Regions from separate parts of the Mus musculus genome. Here regions 2, 3 and 4 are each linked to region 1. A link is a contact called in public promoter capture Hi-C data. All regions are on one chromosome and are shown on one strand. Each heading gives the region's core, a stretch centred on a gene start, on an enhancer-like site or on the middle of the called end of the contact. The rest is flanking DNA. Distances are from core to core; before and after follow the strand shown. Region 1 holds the start of Lbx1 (ladybird homeobox 1). Region 2 holds the start of Cnnm2 (cyclin M2). Region 3 holds the start of Borcs7 (BLOC-1 related complex subunit 7). Region 4 holds the start of Psd (pleckstrin and Sec7 domain containing).

Region 1 (6,252 bases), core at 2,482-4,981:
ACTTCTCTCGCTGGGGAAAGAAAAGATCGATTTTGAAACTTGCAAGTCAGGGCCCGGCTCCCCCCCCCCCTTCTCACGGAGGGAAAAAAAGGCAGAAGGAAATTAAAAGTCAACTGTAATAGGCCGAGAGAGGTGAGCGGACCGGTGCATTCGCCACATGCAGAAAAAAATTAAAACAGCTTCTAGACCGCAGGAGTTAGTAGTGTTCGCCGCTCTCGAGTCCGCCTCACCGTCAGCCGACCCGGCAGCACCCGGGCTTTGAAAACATCGAAATCTCTGAGATTAAAAAAAAATAATAATCATAATAAAAGAAAGAAAATAATCAAGCTGTGGTGGGAGGAACCCACTATATAGGCTTAAATATTTATACAGAAGCCATACAGAATTGCACGGCGAGGGCTTCCGGGGCGGCGGAGGCCTCGTGTGGCGGCCGGCCCCGCCGGCCGGCCCGGATTTATTGCTTCGAAAAGGAAGAGGCGGCTATCAGGGGCCAAGCCCGGCCCCGGGACAAGGGTGGAGGCGGGAGGTGCAGAGGAGGTCCCAGCTCCCCTTAGCGGTCCGATCCGGGAGGCGGCGGGCATGCGGGCACTGGGGGCCCGGGCGGCAGGAGGTCCAGGGCGCAGCTCAATCGTCCACGTCGATCTCTTCATCTTCCTCATCCTCTGAGCAGTCCTGGCTGCTGGCCCGCTGGTCCGTGAGTGGAGAGGCGGGCGAGAGCTGCAAGGGTCCTCCGCCCGGGGCCTGCGGGGCGCCTGGGGGCAGCGCAGGAGAACCCGGCCTAGACTTAGCCCTGCCGCAGCCACCGCCGCCGCCACCGCCCGAAGCCTCCGAGTTCTGCTCGAGTTCGGCCAGCGCCACGATGTCCATCTGCCCGCTGGGGCCCAGTTTCTTGGCAGACTCCACGTCGGCCTTCATCTCCTCTAGGTCCCGCTTGAGCTTGGCGCGCCGGTTCTGGAACCAGGTGATGACCTGTGCATTGGTGAGGCCCAGCTGCTGCGCAATTTGGTCGCGATCTGCCGGGGACAGGTACTTCTGGTATAGAAAGCGTTTCTCCAACTCGTAGATCTGGTGGTTGGTGAAGGCCGTGCGTGATTTTCGCCGTTTCTTGGGCGTCTGCCTCTGCCCAAAGATGGTCATCCCATCGCGGCCTGGAAAGAAATGACAGTGTATGCTCGCGACGAGAGAGTCAAGACCCCACCCAGACTCTCTCCCATAACTCTCCAACCGACTCAGGCCCGGGGTCCCGCTCTTGTTTCTTCTCCAATTCGATTCCACTCTCTAAACCTGAGCAAACTGGGCCATGGGACACCTCCTGTCTCTGGTCTCCTGAAAGTCCTAGGAAAAAAATGTTTTAATTTCTGCTCCCTAACAGTTGGTCTGAAAGAGCTAAAGTCTCACAGAGTGCAAGGAAACCACACAGAGACTCCCTAAATGTGTTGTGAACACCGATTCTCCACCCCTTTCCAATGGCCGGACTCCACCCTACCCAGGAGTTGTCAGGGGAAAAAAAATTTCGCCCTCTTCCCAGTCCAGGAGTAAGTCTAGGAGAGTCCAAGCGGACGGGAAGCCTAGGTAGCCGGCCAGACTCCGGGAAGAGCTTGGGTTCTCACACCTCTCTCAGATCACCTCAGAGGTCCCTAGGAACTAGGCTCCTGCGCCCCTGTCCCCAGTCTCAGCTGCAGAAGCCAGGACTGGAGGGGCCTGGCAGCCGGCGTGGGCAGAGGCAGGGGGTACGAAGGGCAGGACACTGCGTGTGGGCGACTGGGCGCAGGGGAATCTAGACTTGTGCCTACCTTCGGCTGCCTGCAGGACGCTGACCTCCAGCCCCTTAAAGGTCTTGCTGGCGAGCTCCTCCAAGGCGCAGAGAGGCGAGGTCTGCGAGAGCAGAGCGCGGCCCGCCAGGGGCAAGCCGCCCGGCGCGTGCTTGTCCGCGGCCGCCAGCAGGTGCGCCGCCCCACACAGCGAGTAACTTCTCCGCACGGACGGCTTGTTGAGGATGTCCTCGATGCTGAACGGCGTCAGCGGCTTGTTGGAGTTGGCGGGCGGCGGCAGGTGGTCCAGAGGGCTGCGTCGCCGCTCCTCCCCTGGCGCCGCCTTGCCGTCCTCCTTGGAAGTCATCTCGGCCTCGTTTGGGGGCCCGGCCGGGGCGGCTCGGGCCGGGGGGACCCAGCCCGCGGGCAGCTCGGACGCTGGACGGTGCGAGAGGAAGGCGAGAGGCGGGCAGGAGGCCGCGCCGGGCAGGGCGCGGATGGGCAAGCGGCCGATTAGCGCGGCGACCCGGGCGAGCGGAGTGGCGCGGGGCCCCGGGAGGAAAGCGCTGACGCGGGCGCCGCCACTGCCACCGCCGCCGCCGCCGCCACCGCCGGGGTTTCCAGCAAGCCCGGGCCGGAGCCGGGAAGCGCCGCGCCGGGCTCCAGTTTCGCCAGCCCCGGTGCTATTTAAAGGTGTCAGGTGGCTCCGCCGCGGCGGCTCCTGGCCCGGGGTCCTGGCGGCGGCAGTTGGAAGAACCGAGGCGAGGGCGCCGATCCCGGACTGCGAGGGGAGGCGGAGAGACGGGGCAATTGACTATTGCTAACAAGTTAGCCTTGATCGAGGAGTAATCAATTATCTGCAGCTGAACTTCTCTTTCTTCGCTCTCCCTTCTTTCTCCTCTCCCTTCTTTCTCTCTGTTCTCTCTCCTCCCTGTCCTCTCTCTCTCTCTCCCTCCCTCCCTCCCTCTCTTCACTCCACTCTGCTCCCCCCGTCCCTCTCCTTCTCTACCTCTCCCTCGCCCTCTCTTTCACTCTCTGTCTGTCCAATGCAGGCGGCTCTAAGTTGGGAAGCTCATTAATTAGCGGGCCGGGGTAGGAGGAGCCGGCTGGAATTAGCCTGCCTAATGCGCCTGTCAGTCCCGGCTCTACGCCGTGCTCGGCCCGAGATGTTTGTAAATTACATTAGAGGTGCCTTTATTGCTCCCGAACCTGGGGTGACTAAAAAGCCACCGCCCCCCACCCCCCACCCCAAACTGAGAGCAGTGCTCTGGGCACACCCGTCTCCCGCCGGCCTGGCCGAGATGGCAGCACCAGCCCGGAGATCTCAGGCTCTGCAAGCCGCAGTTGGGAAGCTTGAGAAGGGTACCAGGATCCCCAGCCGCGGAGTGACGCGGTCGCCGCGCGGGCCAGGTAAGAACTGGAGCCCAGGCGGGTCCTGCTGCTACCCAGTGTGGACTTTGATGATCCCAGATCAAGAAGCCAGCGTCCCTATTCTTACACACTCTTGTCTCTCCCCCCCACCCCCCAACCCCAGCCCTGGGCCGTGAGCCCGAGAAAAGGAGAAGCTGAAGGCTCCGGGGGCTGGCCCCTAGGAGGTCAGAGCGGGCTGCACAGCCTTGGGTGGGCGACACGGGACAGAGGTGGGGATCCTAAGGGCTGGGGGAGGGGAACAATTGGAGGGCTCAGCCTTCCCCACCCGAAGAGGCGGAGGGAGGAGTTGGCTGTTCTGCACGCCTCTCCCCTGATCTGAGCCTGAGGCGGGCGCCCTACCTCCTTCTGCAATCTTGCACACTCTTTCCTCCCGCCGTGGCTCTCGGGGCAAGCTAGGGCCACCACATGTCTGATGACGGACGTCTGACGGAAACTCGGCCGGGTGTCGGGGTTACCCGGGCGGGTTCCGGGCTTCCCCGCTGCTCTCTGCCCCGGCCAGGGCCGGGGCCCCGCTGCCCGCCCCGCCCAGCCGGGCACAGGGCTTGAGTGTACAGCACGGCCCGACTCCAGCTGTTCCGGATGCGGGGTGGGGGCCGGGAAGGGGCCGGGCCAGGGCTGGGGCTGTGCTCTCAGAAACTCGCAGCGAGGCCGGAGAATCTGGTTGTGGATCCCAGGGCCTGGAATCTCTGAATATTAGGCGAGCATTTTGTGTGCATCGTTATTTGAAAATGTTTGGTTTTCTTTTCTTTCTTTCTTTCTTTCTTTCTTTCTTTCTTTCTTTCTTTCTTTCTTTTTTTTTAACGTGTGTTTTGGCGTGTGGTACTCCGTGTGTCTTTTTTTTAACCGTTTATGGATCTCTGGGCATTTAGGCGGGTTTGAGTCTCAGCTATGCCTTTCTTTTCCCTTAAAACGCGACAGTGGGGCTGTGCTCTGGGGCCCTCTTCTCTCTTGCTACTCCATCTGGTTTATGTTGGGCCCGGATTTTCCACTTCTTCTCTTGGAAAAAGGAGGAAAGTAAGAGGGTGTAGGAACCAGACGGAAGAATACTTCTCCCTTCACTAGCTGCACACATCAGACTTGCTTTGTTTGTAAACTCCTGGATGGTCTGTGTACTCCAGAAGCACAACTTGGGTCAGAGAAAGGTTTCAAGAGCAGCTGGAGAATTTGTGGACCAGGGTAGGGAGTGGGACAGAAAGAATGGGATCCTCCCTATAGGCAGAGAGGGAGGGGGGGGGGGACTTAGCTGGGCTGGGGACTGGAACAGGCTTCTTCGGTGCAGGGGCCTGATATTTATTTAATCATTTGGATTCATGGCATTGTAGCCTTGAGGAGTAGAGAAAAGGATTTGTACCTGGAGTTCCCAGTGTGATGGGGGAACTGGCCTGCTTGGGAATGCTAGAAGCCATCTTTCTACTTCCTTCCCAGACTTCACCCTGCATCTTCGGGAGGTGGGGAGAAGGTAGGGGGTGCTCTGAGGCAGAAATGCTGATAGTAGAGGCTGGAGTTTCCTGAGTGCCACAGATCCATCCCAGGTCCTGATGCAGCAGCATCTCCTGCCTCCCACCTCCCAATCTCTCTGTCATCCCTGATGCCCTGGAAGCCCCAGGAGGTGCTAAGCCTTGTAACAGGAAGGTCTAGGGACTGGTGGAAGGAACAAGAGGGAGAAAGGGCCAGGGAAGCCTTGAAGGAGGGCACAGGGTACATCTGCTCTCTCCCTACTTCCTGCCTTCAGGATCCTGCCCTTCCCTGTTATAACACCAGGCCCTTGATGAAGACTACACCTTAAAGTTAAGCCCAGCGTTGTGGCTCACCTCCCAGTTTCTGAAGACAGGGAGAGTTGAGGATTTCTGAGAAACTGCCGAGAGGGGTGGAATGTGAACTGGGGAGCAGAAAGACCCATGCTCTCTGAGATCTTTGTTCATATCTTGTCAATTTCATTGACGTTCTACAGTCATTTGCTGTTTTACCTCCATGCACCTCCCCTTCCTGCCTTGCCCTATCCTGTGGTTTTGCTTCTTTGGCCTAATTGGTTAGCCCCTCAGCCAGGAGCTCAGCATGCAAGGAGCTGTGGTGCCACCTGGCATTTTGATGTTTCTGTTCATTTTGCCCAGATTAGTTGTCCAGGCCACCTTGAAACCTATTTACTTGCCCTGGCTGCCTCCTTTTCCTGAACCTGAAAGTCTACCCTATCTTCAACTTCCCAGCCCCCAAGAAAAAAAAAAGCTGTGTGGTACACCTGGGGTCTTCTAGAATCTTGGGAACCCAAATCCACTGGTCTTTAGTACCCCTCCTGAAGAGCAATGGTGTCTACTCTGAGTTGGTGATAACACTCCCCCTCCTCTTCCCCTTCTCTCCTGCCAGAGTTTGGGACCCTTGAGTACAAGAGCCTCATTCAGGGGACTCCAAGCAAACTGGATCTACCCACTCCTGGGAGACACCCAGTTCTTACCCATCAAAGATGTCAGATGAGTTCCCATACAGCAAATAAGGTCAAAATGATTGTACAAGGTGGAGGGGAATGGCCCTGGGCCAGACGGTGCTCTCAGAGGAGTTGAGAGATCACAAGAATCAAAAAGGAGAGCAAGCTTCTGAATCAGAGAGTTCAGTGGGAGGATTGGAAGAAACCCAGTCGCCAAAGTTCCGACTTCCTCTTCCTATCCACACGCCCTCCCGGGACTCCTCACACACCCCAGTCACCCGCCCAGGGACTTTTTAGCTGGACCCTGAAATCTCCTCCGCTGCCCCAGAGGGACACCCATTGCAGGGACACCCATTGCAGGGACACCCATTGCAGGGACACCCATTGCAGAGGCTGCTGTTCCTGTGTCCCTGAGCATTGAATTATTGTGGCTCGAGTCCAGCCTCACTCCATCTCCAATGGAAGGAATTATTCTGACAAAATAACTGTTGGTAGTCTAATTTAGGGGAAATCCCAAACAAAGAGGGGGGGAGAAATATTCCATAAATTGTTATGGACTTGTGTTCTAAGGGGAACCCTGCAGACCCAAATGAAACAAGTTGTTTCTTAGCAAAGGACAATAATTCACTTAACCCATCCCCCAGGCTCATC
Region 2 (6,252 bases), core at 2,149-4,648, 1.5 Mb after region 1:
GCCTAAAAGGGTTCTAGCACTTAAACACGTGCTTCTGAAAAAATCCCTCCGGGCCATCAGAGTGGATTCAAGGGCAAGTCTGTGTAATTCCAGCGTGTCCCTAGTTTCTGGTTTTCCTCAGAAGACTGTGTGCTCTAGTGGCATTCAGATGTCACTCTTGGTGGGAGTGGACCCCAGCAGCAGAGCATATGTCCAAGGCCTTGGGGTTCCATCCCCTAACCCCAAATCCCATTTAGAGCATTAACTTCGAATGCTTTCCTACAACCCAGCAAATTTCAGAACAAAAACCTTCTCTATTAACCAGACCTTAGGTTAACAAAATGTATAGAGAAACACTTGTAATTTTTTTGCCATCTTTTAGAAAATCCAGTGCATGCCCCTTGGAGAGACATTTGGGTCTGGCTGCAGAGCTCATTCCTGAACCCGCAGACTGGGAGGTTTCCCTTCTGGACGGAAGAGAATTGAGCTGTCATTCTTCTCTCTTGTTTTCTAGTGAGGGATTCTGGGAGGGGAAGTTTAGTTAAGGAGGGTATTTGCAGGAGGTTTAGCTTAGCTTGAGTGACTCATTCAAGGTCGGGCAAGGAGAAAACGAAGCGAGGGTGAGACACCGCTGGCTACCTCTTAAAAATCTCAGACCCTCTGTGGCCTTTCATGGATTAAAATATGGTCGAAGTTGAGGTTTTGTGGTGTTAGCCCCCTCCCCTCCCCAGCATTTCAGGAGAGGCTTCCTACAAGCCCCATCGCCTTCTATCCCCAGAAGGATAGGTTGCGGAGCCCCAGAAACCACTCACTGCAAACCGCACCAGCAGCTTCTCTCTAACCTTAGAGAGCCTCTGAGACTGAGGGGATAACTCTAATGGAAGGAAAAATGGATTGGCTCAGGTGTCTAGACAGCTTTGTGTGTGTTGAGTATTCACGCAGAGTAGCAGCTCATATCCACCACCGAGGAGAAAGATGGCTCAGCAATGCCCCGTGTGAATCTAAGCCCGGCTCAGTTTGTGGTGTCGCCTGGGAGGTACTCTTCTGTTTTGCTTAAGTCTTGAACCTCTAGCCCGCTTCAGGATTGCTCAGACTGCACTTTCCTGACCGCTGCTTTCTCTGCACAGGAAATGTCTGTAGGGCTGGCAAGTACTTCTTCCTGTCTCTGCACTCCCACTCCAAATGGTGCATTCAATATTCGAGAACCACTAACTGTCTTCCCTCTTAGCCTGGAACACACTTTGTCCTCACATTTTCAGTTAGCTGGCTTAGAAGCCCTGTGTCTGTCCTGAACCTTTGTCAGACATCTAAAGACCTCAACTTATAAACTGTAAATACTACTCTTGTAAGCTCATAAGAGACCTAAGAATCCCATTTTCTTCATCTAAAGTGATTTTTCCAATATAGCAGTATGAGAATAGGAAGTAGGGGAAAAATCCCCCAGACACCAGAGGGCTAGGACTAGAGTTGACCATTTACTTAAAATAATCAAAGTAAAAGCTTCTTTATTTCTTTAACACTTTTTATATCATGTTTTGAATATCTATAGGTGTGTTCTAGGGTGAACTGATATAACAGTGTACAAAAATTCTAGAGAGGACAGATTATCAACCAAATGAGTAATTTACACATGGTATTAGTAAATGATCTTTGCTTTGAAGAAAAATAAGGGAGAGATGGAGTCTGGTGGCTTTGAGCAAAGCCTTTAAACAGGGCTATGTTGGCATCTGAAAGAAGTTGAGTCCCATCCACAGGACATGGCACATGCGAAGACGCCAGGAAGATCCCCTGGCAGTGACTGAGAAAATGACAGAGCCTGGTTGGGGCAGAGCTTGCAGAACCTTGTAGGCGATGAGAGCACTCTGGCTTTTGTCAGGAGATGAGGAGTTAGGGGAGGGCTCAAATATGGGAGCAATGGGCCCTGGGTTGACAAGTCATTAGTTGGAAGGTCAGGGGAATGGTTGAGGACAAGCATAAAAGAAGACAGAATTGCGGCCGGGCGTGGTGGCGCACGCCTTTAATCCCAGCACTCGGGAGGCAGAGGCAGGCGGATTTCTGAGTTCAAGGTCAGCCTGGTCTACAAAGTGAGCTCCAGGACAGCCAGGGCTATACAGAGAAACCCTGTAAACAACAACAAAACAAAACAAAACAACAAAAAAAAAAAAAAAAAAAAAAGAGAGAATTGCGAGGATACCGCTGAAATGAGCCCAGAAATCACTCGTCCTGGAAATTATAAAAAACACTGTGGGTGTTCACAAAAAAGGAAGAGTATTGTGTTTATGGAATACAAAGTAAGATCAGGAAAAACATTTTAAAACGCGCTTCAGTTGGGAGGCAGAAAGTTCAGTTTGGGAGCTACTGTGCTACCGCATCTAGTCTGATGCAATGGACTTGAGAGTCCTGGTGAGCTGTGCTCCACAATGAATCTTCTCCGGAGCTAACAGCGTTTGACCTGTGCATTTCATAATAAGCTTTCATGGGCCTTCTCAGGTTGCTCTCCCCTTCCTATTTCCCCAAATTGCCTGGGTGCACGTTAAAAAACAAAACAAAACAAAACAAAACAAAACCAAAAATAGGGTCCATCTCATTCTGTGATTATAGCAGGACTACAGGAGAATCCCTGTGATGACAAAGTTTGGGAAGCTGACCACACTTTGAGAGGTTTGTTGAGAGCTAGAAAACAGCAAAGGTCGTCCGTGAGGGCCGGCAGGTGGCGCCACATGATCGTGAGCAGCTGAGGGCTCACAGAGTCACGGAGACCGCAGGTCCTCGGCGTTGCTAGGGCCACCCTGTCACCGCGAATCTCCAGAGGAACCGCATGCAGGGGTAGTGGGCTGGGGGGCTTGACTAGTATCCCGATTTGGTTTTAGGCTATGTGCATCGTAAGCTGTCTCCAGTCCGGCTCTGGTGCTCCCAGGGAAGGAGGGCTCAGCCCATTCTGCGGCGACACGGAGCCCCGTGGAGCCCGCAAGTCCCTGCAGCAAGGACCCGAGGCCTCGCGCCTCAGGGCAGTATTGCAGGGCTGCCAAGCCGCGCGCGAGGATCTACTACAGAGACCCCACAGGGAGCGCCGCACCCGCGGACCGCTCCCTTTCATTGGCCGCCTGGAGGAAGACCACGCCCCCATCCCTACAGCGCTCATCTTTGACTGGCTCTTGCATCCGGGATGGCCACGCCTCCTCCCCGCGCATACACAAGAGTCACGCGCCTTTCAGTTGGAAACTTGGCATGCAGAGGAGGACAGTGGCCCTCATCTCCCCGCCCACCTCCCGTGCCATTGGTGCGGCACGCCGACTGCGACCACGCCCCCATTCCAGCCCCCTGGCTGGGAAGGCGGGCACCCGCTCTTGATTGGCTGGCAGACCTGCCTCTCGCGGGAGAGGCTAGCACGCCCCTCCCTCCGCTCCCTCCTCCCTCGAGCCCGGGGGTTCCTCAGCTGGCTCAGTCCGAATCAGTGTCATTCAGAGAGAAGGACAGCTAAGGGCTGGGCGCGAACGCGCGGTTGCAGTCCTGCTCGGGCGCCGGTGCCTGCGCTCGCGCCGCCGGGTGGGAAGGATGAAGCCTCAGCTGGAGCAGCCACCCTATGATTGGCTGTGGCGCTTGTGAACCCGAAGTAAAGATGGCGGGCGGGCAGGCAGCCGCCGCACTGCCCACTTGGAAGATGGCGGCGCGCCGCAGCCTCAGTGCCCGCGGCCGGGGGGTCCTGCAAGCAGCTGCGGGCCGGCTGCTGCCGCTGCTACTGCTGAGCTGCTGCTGGGGAGCGGGCGGCTGCACAGCGGCCGGCGAGAACGAGGAGACCGTGATCATCGGGCTGCGGCTGGAGGATACGAACGACGTGTCGTTCATGGAAGGGGGTGCTCTGCGGGTGAGCGAGCGGACCCGGGTCAAGCTGCGGGTGTACGGGCAGAACATCAACAACGAGACGTGGTCCCGCATCGCCTTCACTGAGCACGAGCGGCGCCGGCACACACCCAGCGAGCGTGGGCTGGGGGGCCCCGCGCCTCCGGAGCCGGACAGCGGCCCCCAGCGCTGCGGCATCCGCACCTCAGACATCATCATCTTGCCCCACATCATTCTCAATCGCCGCACATCGGGCATCATCGAGATCGAGATTAAACCGCTGCGCAAGATGGAGAAGAGCAAGTCTTATTACCTGTGCACGTCTCTCTCCACGCCCGCACTAGGCGCCGGCGGCTCCGGGTCTGCGAGTGGCACCGTCGGGGGCAAGGGTGGCGCGGGGGTGGCCGGACTCCCGCCTCCTCCGTGGGCCGAGACCACCTGGATTTACCACGACGGTGAGGACACCAAGATGATAGTGGGCGAGGAGAAGAAGTTCTTGCTGCCCTTCTGGCTGCAAGTGATCTTCATCTCGCTGCTGCTGTGCCTGTCGGGCATGTTCAGCGGCCTCAACCTGGGGCTCATGGCTCTGGACCCGATGGAGCTGCGCATCGTGCAAAACTGCGGCACGGAGAAAGAGAAGAATTATGCCAAGCGCATCGAGCCGGTGCGCAGGCAGGGCAACTACCTGCTGTGCTCGCTGCTGCTGGGCAACGTACTGGTCAACACCACGCTCACCATCCTGCTGGACGACATTGCGGGCTCAGGCCTTGTGGCGGTGGTGGTCTCCACCATTGGCATCGTCATCTTCGGAGAAATCGTGCCCCAAGCCATCTGCTCCCGACACGGCCTGGCGGTAGGGGCCAACACCATCTTCCTCACCAAGTTTTTCATGATGATGACATTCCCCGCTTCTTATCCGGTTAGCAAACTGCTGGACTGCGTCCTGGGCCAGGAGATAGGCACGGTCTATAACCGGGAAAAACTGCTGGAGATGCTCCGGGTTACTGACCCCTATAACGACCTCGTTAAGGAAGAGCTGAACATCATCCAAGGGGCGCTGGAGCTCCGCACCAAGACGGTGGAGGACGTGATGACTCCCCTCAGGGACTGCTTCATGATAACCGGCGAGGCTATCCTGGACTTCAACACCATGTCGGAGATCATGGAGAGTGGCTACACTCGAATCCCGGTGTTCGAGGGAGAACGTTCCAACATCGTGGACCTGCTCTTTGTCAAAGACTTGGCCTTCGTGGATCCGGATGACTGTACTCCCTTGAAAACCATCACCAAGTTTTACAATCACCCTTTGCACTTCGTTTTCAACGACACCAAGTTGGACGCTATGCTGGAAGAATTTAAGAAAGGTGGGCAATTTTGCTTTTTTTTTTTTTTTTTTTTTAAATTGGCTTGCTCTTTCTGTCTCCGTCCTCCTCCCTCCTTGAACCCTCTACCCCTGAGACCAACCCCCCAAGGAGAGTTGACCGGATTTTCTCCCTTTCTTAATTGCAAATTTGAAAGGATGGCATGGACTTGGGGACGGATTGAACTCGTGAGCACTTCTAGGTTTAAAAGCCCAAAACTGCCATTACTTTTTCACACCATCAAAAAACAGGCTTTGTAATTCCAGTGTTTGAAATTTGACCCTCTAGGGGCCATCTACTTCATTCATTCATTGTAGGTGAAAGAAAGTACAGACCGGCTCGCTTACATCTGATCACAGACATTTGGAAAATATTTAAGTAGCCTTAAAAAAACTCAGTGCAGTCCTCCTCTTTTTTTTTTTTTGTTTGTTTGTTTTCTTCTTCTTTTTCCTTAAACATCCATGCTGACATCTCAAAGACTGGAAGTACATTTTTGACAGTTTTGATAGATTTTATTCTTGGCTATCGGGCATCCCGCAGGGTAGATTAAGGTCTTTGAGGGTGTTACATCCACATTATTTGGATGTAACTTCTCAGGCTGGAAAAGAGGGGGTTTGTTTTCTTTAAAGCAAACTTAGTTATTAATATATAACTTGGAAAGATTAGCGGTTAAGTTAACTTTTTATGAGGCTATAACCCCCTTTCTTCACTGTTTCTGTTTATCTGACAGCAAGTACAGTTCCCTAAAGCCAAGTGTGGTTTTGGCAGAAAGCTTGAACCTGTGACAGTGGGATGGATACCATTCTTAATTATGATTTATTTCTTTATATTTTTTCCAGTTTAAAAGTGTTCTTTTAACCTTGTTTGGTCTCTTGATACATTAACATGAAGTATGTCTCCGGAGCTCCAGGCTCTAGGGCAGTCGGGGAGAGGCAAAGGCCGGGTGTCCACCATGTGGGCACTCACAGCACATGAGATTTTTGCATTGTGGTGTTGGCTGTCATATTTTGTCAGAAATAGGTGAATAGCAACTTGTACTATTCTAGTGAGACTTAGAAAGTTTCCAGTCAAT
Region 3 (6,252 bases), core at 1,505-4,004, 1.5 Mb after region 1:
GGCTGCCAGCAGAATACTGGCTTCCAGGTAGCTAGAGTGAGGGTCTTAAACCCATGCCCACAGTGACACACCTAGTCCATCAGGGCCACACCTTCTAATAGTGCCACTTCCTGGGCCGAGCTACACTAACCTAATCTAGATAATCCCTCAGAGACACATCAGAAGCTAACCTAATATAATCCTTTATAGGCTAACTTAATCTAGATAATCCTTCATAGACTTGTCCAGAGGCTAACCCTAGCTACATAATCCCTTAGAGATGTGTCCAGCGGTTGACCTAATCTAGTTAAAACTTCATATACAAATCAGAGGCTAACCTGATTTAGGTAATCCCTTGCAGCCAAGTTAGGCTTATCTTCTAGGTAATTCTAGGCCCTGTCCAATTGACAATGCTAACCATCACAGTTGCCAAGGAACCTTTCTTTCTTCCAGTAAATGAGAGCATTTACCTATGATTACAGTGGCTATCGTAAGACCACGGGACACAACTGTGGTACCCGGAAGTTAAGACACATTTTAATGATCTTATTTGTTAGAGTCCTAGAAAACTGCAGGTTTATAGCTGGGAAAGGAGAAAGTCCACAGCTGTAATAAATTTAGGCTTTAAACATGGCTTATTGGGATTTTAACATTTTTATCTGAAATAACTCTGTTGTCATGATGCATGATTTTAAACACACACCACTCAGGAGGAAAGGGCAGGTAGATCTCTGTAAGCTGGAGGCTAGCCTGAGCTACATACTTGTCTTAAAAACTAACGAAGAGACATCTTATTCAGCGGTACTAACAATAGCCTGGGAGAATTAAAATATGAAGTTAGTGTTAAGCTATGACATTAAAGCCAGCAAGTTAGTAATACTAGATAAAGGACTGTGCATAACGAGGTAAATCATGTGTCAAGTTTTTTAAAAAGAATAAACAGTAGCTGGAAAGATGGCTCAATGGATAAGAGCAAACATTGCTGTTGCAGAAGCCCAGAGTTTGATTCCCAGCACCCAACCCTTTATGAATAGCTTGCAACCACCTGAGCTCCAGGGTATCTGATGCTGCCTTGGGACCTCTGAGGGCACCTGCAGGCATGTGCACAAACCACTCCCCCTCCCCCAACACACACATAAAAATGCACACAAGTAAAAATAAATTGCCAGGTGGTGGTGGCAAATGCCTTTAATCCTAACACTTAAGAGGCAGAGGCAAGAGGATCTCTATGAGTTCAAGGCCAGCCTGGTCTAGAGAGTGAGTTCCAGGATAGCCAGGGCTACATAGAGAGACTCTGTTTTGAACATAAATAAATAAAAGTAAAAAATTGAAGATGGAGACATGACTCAGTGGTTAAGAGCACTGACAGCTCTTCTAGAGGTCCTGGGTTCACTTTCTTGCACCCACACTGGAGAGCTCACATAGGTCTGTAACTTTGATTGCACAGATCAAACACCCTCTTCTGGCCTTCAAAGGCACACGCGTCCACATGGTACACAAACAGATAGGCAGGCACATACTTATAAATAAAATAAAAATAAGAAATAAACTATAAGTAAACAAATGTACAGAAAGCAGAGCTGACCTACAGTAAAATTTTGTTTGAATTTTTTTTCTTTTTCCTCTTTTTTAAAGATTTATTTATTTTATTTAGGTGAGTACACGGTAGCTGCCTTCAGATGCACCAGAAGAGGACATCAGATCCCATTACAGATGGTTGTGAGCCACCATGTGGTTGCTGGGAATTGAACTCAGGACCTCTGGAAGTGCAGTCAGTGAGCCATCCTCCAGCCCAAGAATTTTCTTGGATGAACTTTTTTTTTTTAACCAACCTCTACAGACTCTCAATTTAGGATTTTCAAGTTCCTATTGCTATCCACTTCTTTCAGAGGTCCCAGTGTACATCATTTGACTCCATTGCTTTGGGATTATGGCACCACAGTGCACCATGTGGTGGAGGGTTGTTCACTCCAAGGTCGGGATGGAAAGAGAGACAAAAAGGGACCAGGATCACAATATCCCTTCAAAGGGTATACTCCAGGGACCTAACATCATAGTAGGACTTGCTTCCAAAGTAATTATAAGCAGAGTTTTAATTAAAAGGCTATTCATAAATACAAACTACTAATGATTAAAAAAAAAAAAAAAAGCCAGGTGGTGGTGGCACACATAGATGGATCTCCGTGAGTTTGAGGCCAGCCTAGTCTACAGTCAGGACTACACAGAGAAACCCTGTCTTGAAAACACATACGCACACACACACAGAATTTAATGATGTTGACATTTCTTTACCTTAGTCATTTGAATTTCATTTTCTTTGGCCTGTGCCCTTTGCTAATTTCAATAAAATATGTTAGAATTGAACAGGGTCTCTATTTTATTTTATAGATATTTTATTTTATAGATGTGGTCTCATGTATCACAGGTCGGCCTCCACTTGCTATACAGCCAAGAAAGACCCTGAACTTCTGACAGAGTTGTATTAATGTGCCTAGGTAACGCAGTGCTGGCCCTAAAACAGATAACAGAAGACACAGGGGTTGAGTAATTTGTAGCCACATCACTCCTTGGGATGCTATCCAGATCTTCTGACTCTAAACTAGAGATTCACCTAAATTATATTCTATCCCCTCCAGGGTAGCCTGCCTAAACGGTATCCTCCTTCCATGTCCATCAACTGAACATTTTAAGTAATTTTAGTAAGCAGTTTGAGCTAAGCGCATGCGGTCCTTCCTCTTCGCACGATTGGACGGTTGCGTCTCTTTTGGCCCCAGGGACTCGCCGTCGTCCGGCTGCGGGTGATCGCTAGTTGAGGTGATGGCGACTGGGACGCCGGATTCGCAAGCCCGATTTGGTCAGTCCGTGAAGGGGCTTCTCACGGAGAAGGTGAACACCTGTGGCACCGATGTAATCGCGCTCACCAAGCAGGTGCTGAAAGGCTCGCGGAGCTCCGAGGTGAGCGGGGCGTGGGCTCCCCGGGCCCAGTCCTCCTCCCAGCGCTGGCTCCGGGAGAGGCGGCGCATTGCATCCTGGGGAGTGTAGGCTTTTGGCCCAGGCGCGTGTTGCATTCTGGGTGAGTTTCTTCAGTTTAGGTTGAATGCTTGTAGTTGGAAGAGATGATGGGTGGGAAGGGGAGAAGCACAGGCGGGCAGATGAGCTGCGGCTCCTACACAGTGCCTGTTTGTGTTCATGGGCGTCTGTAGTGAACATCAGTCGCTTTTCGAATCTCGGCTTGGCGATGGCCTCAACTTCCAAGATTTCTTACACCTCTCTCTTTGTGGGTTTATTCTTTATATTTCTGGCCAAGCTCTTCACTGTTTCCTAGACAAGCTTTTTCTTTTGCCCTACCATCTCCTCCCCCTTTCTCCATCCTCCATCCGATTCTATGAATGGAATGATTTGATGACACGTACACGCTGCTTGTTGAGGTCGTTATCTGCCCTAGAGAAACCGTGTGCCCACACAAAGACACGTACATGTTCATACACTTTTCCTCATGAGACAACTCACACGCTCATGGACAGGTAAACGGGCATATGAGATGCAATGACCTCGTCTTTGGTATGTATTTACTAATGGAAAATTAAACGTATGGCGGTGCCTAATGGGCACACCTTAGTCTGAGCTCTCAAGAGACCTGGGATACAGAAGGGACTGCTTAGAAAACTTCCAATTTCACCTTCCTTAGTAACCCCTACCTTAGTAACCCTTCGGCAAGTGGTTACCGTTTCCAACTTAGTTTTCATAGGAACGGCACCTGCTTTCCTATGTAGTTGCAATAATGACACACTATGTTCTCAGGCCTTTGGATCTGTGCATGGATGTTCACAACATCTGACTTATATTACTTTAAACCTGCAGTGTAGCAAGAGCTGGCTTTCACTGACAGTGGCTGCAAAACAAAATAAAAATCCCATTACAAGAAGTGCTCGCCCTTACTGTATAACAGCTGTTGACATTGCTGACCTGATGATCTCTGGTGACATGTTTTGCATGTGGTCCCATCTGACACGTTGCTTTTAGGAATCTGTGTCAGGGGAAAGTTTGAAGAAATTAAAGAATTGTTATATTGCTTTTTTTTTTGCAGATATAAATTATGCAAATCATGGTTTCACCATTTGACACTTTATCATGGTTGCACAGAGTTCCTGGGTCGTTTTTTGTTGGCAGTCAAGTTGACTTTCCTTTCTTTTTTTTTTTTTTTTTTTTTTTGCTATTTCTAGATTCTGTTTCTTTTGTAGAAAGTGTATGTGTATGTAAAATGTTGCATACATCATACAAATGTGCACACACATTCTTCTAGATAAACAAATTGGGGGAAGAAATGCTATAAATAGGCTTAAACTTTTTAAAGGTGGGTTTGGGGCCAGCAAAATAGCTCAGCAAGACAAAGTGTGTGCTACCAAGCTGGACCATCCAAGTTTCTGTCCGAAACTGGGACCCATATGGTGGAAAGAAAAAAAAAACCAAACTTTGAAAAGTTATCATCAAGCTTCCACAAGTGTGGAAGCCATGGTACACACATCCTTTTCTCTCCTCCACAGATTAAGTAAATAAATGCAATTAAACTTTTTTTTTTTAAAGCCAAGTATAGTAGCACATGTCCTTAATCCCCGCAATTGGGAGGAAGAAGCAGGCAGAGCTCTGTGAGTTTGGTCTACAGAGTGAGTTCTAGCTTAGCCAGCCTGGCTGTCCTGAAACTCACTCTGTAGACCAGGCTGGCCTCAAACTCAGAAATCTGCCTGCCTCTGCCTCCCGAGTGCTGGGATTAAAGGTGTGCGCCACCACGCCTGGCAAGAGATGGTATTATATTTAAATCTAGTATATATTGAACATCATAATGAATTTACCTTTGCATGGTACTAGTTGGACACGCTACCAAAAAAATCACTGCCACCATTGGTTGCCCCTGAAGTAGCCCATTCCTTCCCGTTCCTCATCGTTCTATGTGTCTCTCACACAGGCATCTTCTCCTATCGGAGAGTTTGAGTGTGAGCCCATTAAACAGCATGGATTAAACCAAACTGAAGTTAACCTGATTTCTGAGACAGGCTCGACCCACGATTTCACAGCTCTCCAGACTTTGCCTTACTGGATTTCTTCCACAGCACCTGTAGCACATTACCTCAGCCATTTCCTGTCCTAGTTTGTGAGGTGGCTGTGTATCATAGTGACTCTCTGTTTACAGCTTTCATTTAACAAATAATTTCAAATGTCTGCTGTGTTCCAGGAACTGTTCCAGTTTCCAGGGGTCAAATAAATCTAAGTACTGGGGAAGCTTGGTATTTTTGGTGGTCATAGTGTTGGTCGTGATGATTGAACACAGAGCCTACTCGGTGGGAGGCAGACGCTCTATCACTGAGCTAAGTAGCCCAGTCGTGAAGCTTATATAGAAAAGGCAGTGGAAGCCGGGCGTGGTGGCGCACGCCTTTAATCCCAGCACTCGGGAGGCAGAGGCAGGCGGATTTCTGAGTTCAAGGCCAGCCTGGTCGACAGAGTGAGTTCCAGGACAGCCAGGGCTACAGAAAATCCCTGTCTCGAAAAACCAAAAAAAAAGAAAGAAAGAAAGAAAGAAAAGGCAGTGGATTTATGCGGTCTGAAAGGAGCACAGAGCGGAAAGCTTACAGTGAAGGGAGGAGACGGAAAATCAGTCAGCGAACACCACACCTCAGTGCAGACTAAACCCTGTGAGGAGTAGGGATCTCAGAGCAGAGAGTGGGAAGGTTTACTTTAAACAGGGACGGGTCTGTAGGAAAGTGACATTTGCACAGAAAGAGGAGTGAGATGTAGAGCGAGCCCTGCGGGTATCTGGAGCCAGAGCAGAGAGTTGCGGGTAGAGCTGTGGACTGGAAAGACCTTAGATGAGGGTGTGTACAAGGACTGGGTTGCAGTCTGGCTGGTGCCGAAAGTGAGGGGAGATGTGCTTGCTTCCACAGCCAGTCACTCACCTTAACACTGCTGCCTGCCTATTCTCTTGCACACCAGCCACTCCATCTGAGTCTTGTGCCTAGTGAGAGTCATTGTAGTTTTGTAATTGTCAATGTTTTTGCAACACTGATCTACAGATTGAGTTCCAGGACAGCCAGGGCTGTTACACAAGAAAACTCTGTCTGGAAAAAGAATGGAGACTAGGTCTCCTGGGCGTGGGACTTACTAAGTAAGTGAAGGATGCAAACCATTGAGCCCCTGGGATTTGTCTGATTGGCTGGCATGAGCTGCCCACTTGGCTTTCCTCCAGGTAGCAAACTCAGGTCCTTGTCATTGCAAGCACTT
Region 4 (6,252 bases), core at 1,717-4,216, 1.1 Mb after region 1:
AAGACAAACCTCAGTCCAACAGGGGCTGAGATTTGTCCCTTAGCTGAGGTACTAGGGCCCCAGGCAGCCCAAGGCAGATTTCATACCTGGTTTAGGAATCCGGTGTCTGCAGGTCCTCGGAAGTGCATGGCCAGGTGCTCAGGGGTCCCCCCCAGCCCATTGGGGAGGGAGGAGTAAAGCCCATCTGCCCCGATCTGGGGTGGGACCAATGGTCCACGTGAGGGGTCCCTGCTGCCAGGAAGAACAGAGCCTCCTCCAGCTGGGAGTGGGTCTGATGTGGATGCCTCTAGCCGCAACTTCCGGTTGCAGCCAGGTCCAAGGGCTGGGGTGGGCCTGGGGGCAGAAATCCCGCCCAGGTCCCAGCTCCGACTCAGGCCTCCAGAAGCAGGTAGGCCATTCAGTGGCCTCACACTGGCCTTCTCCACAAAACGGAAGATGACCACAGAACTCTGTGCCCCTGGTGGAGGCTGCCCAGTGGGTGAAGAGGGTCCCCAGGGTGAGGGAGCTATATGGGGTGAGGGAGGGGCTCGCAGAGGGGTACAAGGTGCTGTCACACGTCCCAGATCCCGGCCTCGAGGACCTGGGCCCACCACTCGTCGTATAAGGGATCCTGTGCTGCCATACATGCTGGCTGGGGGACTTTGGGGCACTGGGCCTTCGGGGAGCCAGCGACGAGGACATCGTGGTGGGGAGATGGCACAGTCGCCTTCTGAGCAGAAGCGCATGGCACCCTGGGCCATGCTGGAGCCGGGGGGTCAGGCTGGGGGGGCAGGGATGGCGAGGCCAGGCAGGGAGTAAGGGGGCTGCATGCTCTTCAGACAGGCCTGCAAGAGAGGAAGGAGAACATGGGTGGAGTGCTTTGGAGTCAGACAGGCGGGGCAGCAGAGACAGAGATGGGAAGGTGGGTTGGGCCTTCTAAAGTCCAGAGACCTATCCTGGGAATGTGGGATCAGCCATCCGGGGGACTCCTGCTTTGGAAAGCTTCCAGGGGCTCCTCTTCTTCTGTCTGGGAGCCCTGAGCATCACTTTATGGTGAAAGAGCAAGCTAATTCAGCTCATGGAGTTGTGTTCTGGGGCAGCCGGGAACTCTCTCTTGGGTGGAGGCTGGAATCTTATCTTCTGGATGATAGAGGCCATGTATCCTCTACAGTTCCACTTATGGGGGACCCTCACTTAGAATAGGAGAAACCATGCTTCTTTGAAGGAGAGGGAAGAAAAAGGGGGTTGCATGGGGGTGATGGAGTGTTGAGAGGGAAGAGGAGAGAAGGAAGGGTCTGAAGAGGCCTTAACATCGGTCCATAGATTGCTGAGTGGGGAATAGATATTCTATTCTCCATACCAGTACATGCACACACACACACACACACCCATGTATAAACACACACAAGAATTCATATACACACATGCAGAAGGACAAAGTATCAGTAGTTAACACATTCATAGGCAACACCCTCCAGTACACACGCAGTACTGCTCATAGACACACCCTCATACAATCACAGTCATAACAAATATGTGTATGATGGAAAAGCACATGCTTATCTTACACACACACACACACACACACACACACACACATCACCAAATAATAGCACACAAAGAGGTTCCCAAAATTCAGGCTCTCGTTCTCTGATGCACACAGAAACAGGTGTATCAGAGACCTCCTCGTCACAATCATAAACACAAATGCATATTTGCTCACAGAATCAGAGACACACATTCTCTCCTCCCCACACCAGTAACCAAGTCTGGGTGGGTGAGGGGGCTGCACCACATCCCTCTCCCTCAACTCCAGGGATATGAAATATCTTGCCCAGCCCAGAAGAGACCATAAAGGAAAACCGGGCCTCTGATGGCAAAGCAGCAGCATAGAGAAAGCTGTCAGGAGCAGCACCCCAGCCAGACAGGTTCTTAAAGCTCAACAGGAGCCTGGACCTCCCCTGTGAAGGCCCTCCTCCAAGGCACCCCAGTACTCACCGCTGCTCGTCAGGAGCTGGAATCGAAGAGAGGCAGAGAGGCTGGGCCCCGCTCAGCTGTAAAAGCAGCAAGGCTCCCGCTCGCTCCAGGCCCGCCCGCCCGCCTCTCAGTCCCTCCTCCACCCCTCCCCACGCTCTGCTCAAGCAACGCTAATCCCCCCCCCCCAACCTCCCTCCATTCCCAGGGCCCTAAGTCCCAAAGAATGTCACCACCTAGTCACTACCTAAGACTCACACCAGAGGAAAGGGAGAATGTGGAAGACCCCATTCTGTTCCCTAAACCCTCATATGCCCCACCCCACTCGTGTTCAGTTCTCTCTCGTCCATCATCTGAACCACACGTAGGGTCCAGATGCATACGCCTGTCCTGCTCCAGACCCCACGCGTGTCCCTAGGAGGCTGCCACATGACCTGTTACATGCCACACGCGCTCCCGCCCCCACAAGCACGCGGCCACGCAAAGCACACGGTACGGAGTAGATCGGACCCGCCCCCTAAAACCAGAAGACCCAACTATGGAAGGGACATTAAGCGAATGCAGTCATAAACACTTTGGGGTTCTGAACCTCAGACCCAGGAGTCCTGTCCTGAACCCCAACCCGGAGTGCAGAGGAAGGATAAATCAGACTCCAGGAGGAACTTCCTTACTGCCTAGGTTAATCGTCCCGCCTTTTCAGGGACGAGAGTTTAGAAGGGATGACCCCGAGACTGGGACAAGAAGCACAGGCAAACCTTGTGCCCTTGGCCAGGGTGGAAAAGGGTCTGGCTCTTTTAGGAAAACGCCACACGAGTTACTATGGTAACTATTCTCCTTTGGAAGGCCAAGACCGGCAAGTTATGACCTGGGAAGAAAGAGAGGGTCGATTCGGGTGGCCAGAGGGTGCGAGGACGTTCGAAGCGGGGGTGCGCGGGGCTCACCGCGGGGAGGGGTGGCGCGAGTTCCGCGAGGTGCTGAAGGGGACAGCGCCAGATTTGTCGTAATGCGCAAGCGCAGAGGCGCGAACAAAGGGGGGGGTGTGGAGGCGCGCGCCCGGAGGTGGTGCGCGCCCACATCAATCTTGCAGAGATCCTTCCAGGCTACCCCTTCCCCAAGTAGACTGAGACGAGGAAGCAATCCCCTCATCCACCTTCACCCTCTTGTGTCTTTCCGGTGCTAGTTGGCTTTTCTCTTTATGCTACAATTCAGTAATGAGGTAGTGTAGAAGGAATTCTGGGAAAACCAGGATTTCTGGGTTCTTTATCCTTGCTTCGTTTGATCCTGGTTAGGGAGCTTTCTCCCTAGAGCCTCGATTTGCCTGTCTTTAAAATGGACGGTCCTTCCTACCTTTGCTGATGTACCCAAACCCCTGATAAGGATGGGAAGCAGTTTTCGTTACGAAGCGGCTGAAATGTTTGCATAAGGGCACGCAATCATGTAGATAGGATGCAGCGGTCTTACAGTCTTTCGCATGCCCCACACCCACCTCAGATGTTGGAGGAAAATATTACGCCAGGGGTTCTCCAGAGAGGGACTTGGGCTTAGTATCTGGGGGTGCAGTGAAAGGGGAGCCTAGTGGTTGAGCTTTGGGAAGACAATGTCCCTACAATTAATCCAGGACCAGTCAAAGCAGTACGGCTAGTGGCCTGCACTGAGCAGGCAATTCCTCTCGGACTCTGGACCGCTGGAAAGCAGACCTGGCTGGTCCTATATAGTCCTTTGTCCTTAGGCAAAGAGCCGGACTACGCTGCCCTGAAGTGGAAAGAGATGGATGTCATGATTGTGCATTTCACAAGAAATGGCAGGTTTAAACAAGTGTGCTTGAGAGTAAAAGCCCTAGCGTCGCCCATTTAATCTAGTCTTTTGGCAGTTGCTTATTGAGCACCTAGTACATACCAGCTAGTTATAGTCTGGGCAGCCTCTCCCCCTTTTCTTTTTCCAAAGTCGCTTAAAGGCGACCAGAGGACAGAAGGAGGCACTGGGTAACCTAGGAGTCCTGGCTCCGCCCCTTCTGCCTTTGGCCTTGTCTGCTCCTCCCATCACCACTCAGAGGCGGCTACTGGCCCGCAACGGAGACCGAAAGCAGTGTTCGCTCGCCGCTACTCCAGCCTCGGGCTTCAAGCCCTGTAGCTGAGAAGACATCTAATGGTACATCACTGGTCCGTTCTGCCTCAGTTTCGGGATCCATCCGAAAAGCTTCCTGACAAGGATTCTCAGTGAGACCGCACTCGATTAAATCGGTCTGTCTCTTCCGACCAAGGAGGCGGGCTCGCCGCAGCCGCTTCAAGGCCAAAGCGAGTGGAGCTTACTGCGCACGCGCAGTAGACAGCGATGGAGCCACCAATGGAGCAGTCCGGAGGGGAGCAAGAACCAGGAGCTGTCAGGTACCGAGCACTGGAGGGGCCTAGGGAGGGAGGGCAGCCGAGTCTGGGCCGGACGCGGATCCCTCTTGCCAGCCGGGACTCTCGGGTATAACAGAAGGACTCGCACGTAACAGCGGCCCGGGGACGTCAACGCCGTTTTCCCCCTCAGGCTCCTGGACCTGCCCTGGGAAGACGTGCTGCTCCCGCACGTCCTGAACTGGGTCCCGCTGCGCCAGCTGCTCCGGCTGCAGCGCGTCAGTCGCGCCTTCCGGGCGCTCGTTCAGCTGCACTTGGCGAGGCTGCGCCGCTTCGACGCCGCTCAGGTGAGCCGGGGCCCGGAGCCACGCCCACGCCACGCCCCCGCGTGGGTACCACCGTCGCCCCGCCTCCAGGCCAGCCCCTGCTGCGCGGTAAACCCTTCCCGACCCCGGGTGAGACGTGGAGAATTCCAGAGGGCAGCGGCTCGGAGGGAGCTCGGTGTCCCTTCTGGGAGGGCAGGGGGCAAAGTCCCGAAGTTAGGCGGCTGCCAGGCAGTGGCCCGCCCCGGGGACAGACTTGAGTCTCCGTGTCTCCCGCCCGTAGGTGGGTCCACAGATTCCACGGGCGGCACTAGCCCGGCTACTGCGGGATGCTGAGGGGCTGCAGGAGCTGGCGCTGGCTCCGTGTCACGAATGGCTGTCGGACGAGGACCTGGTGCCGGTGCTGGCACGGAATCCACAGCTCCGGAGCGTAGCGCTGGCCGGCTGCGGCCAACTGAGTCGCCGAGCCCTGGGGGCGCTGGCTGAGGGCTGCCCGCGTCTGCAGCGCCTTTCCCTCGCTCACTGTGACTGGGTGGACGGGCTGGCACTGCGTGGCCTCGCTGACCGCTGCCCGGCTCTGGAGGAGCTAGACCTCACCGCCTGTCGTCAACTCAAGGACGAGGCCATCGTGTACCTGGCGCAGAGACGCGGCGCGGGCCTCCGCAGCCTCTCATTAGCAGTCAACGCCAATGTTGGGGACACTGCGGTTCAAGAGTTGGCTCGAAACTGCCCGCAGCTCGAGCACCTAGACCTCACCGGCTGCCTTCGGGTCGGAAGCGACGGTGTCAGGTGCCTGGGCATGGGGGCGGTACTGTAGGAAGTGGGCAGTCACTTTGGGGATAGGGAGGTGGGTTGTACTTGTCAAAGACCCATTAGAAAGACCTCTGGCATTTTTTAGGCTAGAAAGTGTACAATTAAAAACAAAACAAAACCAAAAACCAAAACCAAAACAACCCCCCCAAAAAAAAAACAAAAACAAAAAATAAACAGACTTGGGAGCCAAGATTGACACACTGAGAAATGTCACATAAAGTTGATTTCTGGCATTTCTGCAACAAGGTGGGTAATCTAGAAACACTGGAAGGAACTATGGATTGGTACTCTCTAAGAACCAGAAACCCCAAATGAGCCTGGAGTCTGTAATTCCTTCCTGGCCCCTTCCTTTAGGTACAGTAAAAAAGAGCAGACCCTGAGCTGGAGGGAAAGCTAGAACTTGCTGGAGCCAGCTGCGGGTTTAGAGGGCTGGCCCTCCAGACCGTGAGATTCAGCACCTAGCATCACCATACTCCTCCCTCAGGACACTGGCCGAGTACTGCCCGGCGCTGCGCTCTCTGCGGGTGCGGCACTGCCACCATGTGGCTGAACCGAGCCTGAGCCGCTTGCGGAAGCGTGGTGTGGACATCGACGTGGAACCACCCCTGCACCAGGCTCTGGTGCTACTCCAGGACATGGCAGGCTTCGCACCCTTTGTCAACCTACAGGTCTGACTAACTTTCCTTGGGGTGGGAGCACAGCTGGACTGTGTAGCCCGGGCTTGACCCTGAGCCATAGGGAAACTGAACTGTGGGGGCCTGTGGTTGACAGGCCTGTGAAATCCCCTGTCCCACCCTGGAATTTCAAATAAAGAGCTTTTTACC

What was found. Promoter capture Hi-C pulls out the DNA fragments that hold promoters and counts their contacts.
Region 2: a promoter capture Hi-C map of pre-B cells shows a contact between it and region 1, with 3 times the contacts expected there. The contact joins the promoter of Cnnm2 here to the promoter of Lbx1 in region 1. A contact is called at or near these places in 1 of 39 promoter capture datasets (pre-B cells) and 1 of 115 datasets of contacts at active chromatin or transcription factors (microglia).
Region 3: a contact with region 1 is called in a promoter capture Hi-C map of pre-B cells, with 2.8 times the contacts expected there. The contact joins the promoter of Borcs7 here to the promoter of Lbx1 in region 1.
Region 4: a promoter capture Hi-C map of pre-B cells shows a contact between it and region 1, with 2.8 times the contacts expected there. The contact joins the promoter of Psd here to the promoter of Lbx1 in region 1. A contact is called at or near these places in 3 of 39 promoter capture datasets (embryonic stem cells, pre-B cells and stem cell-derived epiblast-like cells) and 4 of 484 Hi-C or Micro-C datasets (all in embryonic stem cells).

The regions. Positions count from the first base shown.
Region 1 is chr19:45,233,110-45,239,361 of GRCm38.p6, forward strand. It overlaps Lbx1 (ladybird homeobox 1), which reads right to left and starts at 3,732. Exons shown (of 3, transcript NM_010691.6): 1 at 3,522-3,732; 2 at 1,794-2,532; 3 at 1-1,148. The coding sequence starts at 2,118. The coding sequence ends at 625.
Region 2 is chr19:46,758,211-46,764,462 of GRCm38.p6, forward strand. Cnnm2 (cyclin M2) reads left to right here and starts at 3,399. Exons shown (of 8, transcript NM_033569.3): 1 at 3,399-5,183. The coding sequence starts at 3,563.
Region 3 is chr19:46,687,152-46,693,403 of GRCm38.p6, forward strand. Borcs7 (BLOC-1 related complex subunit 7) reads left to right here and starts at 2,755. Exons shown (of 5, transcript NM_025563.3): 1 at 2,755-2,934. The coding sequence starts at 2,797.
Region 4 is chr19:46,324,190-46,330,441 of GRCm38.p6, forward strand. It overlaps Psd (pleckstrin and Sec7 domain containing), which reads right to left and starts at 2,967. Exons shown (of 18, transcript NM_028627.2): 1 at 2,895-2,967; 2 at 1,978-2,033; 3 at 87-824. The coding sequence starts at 740. Fbxl15 (F-box and leucine-rich repeat protein 15) reads left to right here and starts at 3,995. Exons shown (of 4, transcript NM_133694.2): 1 at 3,995-4,337; 2 at 4,486-4,639; 3 at 4,899-5,404; 4 at 5,913-6,252. The coding sequence starts at 4,285. The coding sequence ends at 6,102. Cuedc2 (CUE domain containing 2) reads right to left here. Exons shown (of 9, transcript NM_001164291.1): 9 at 5,623-6,252.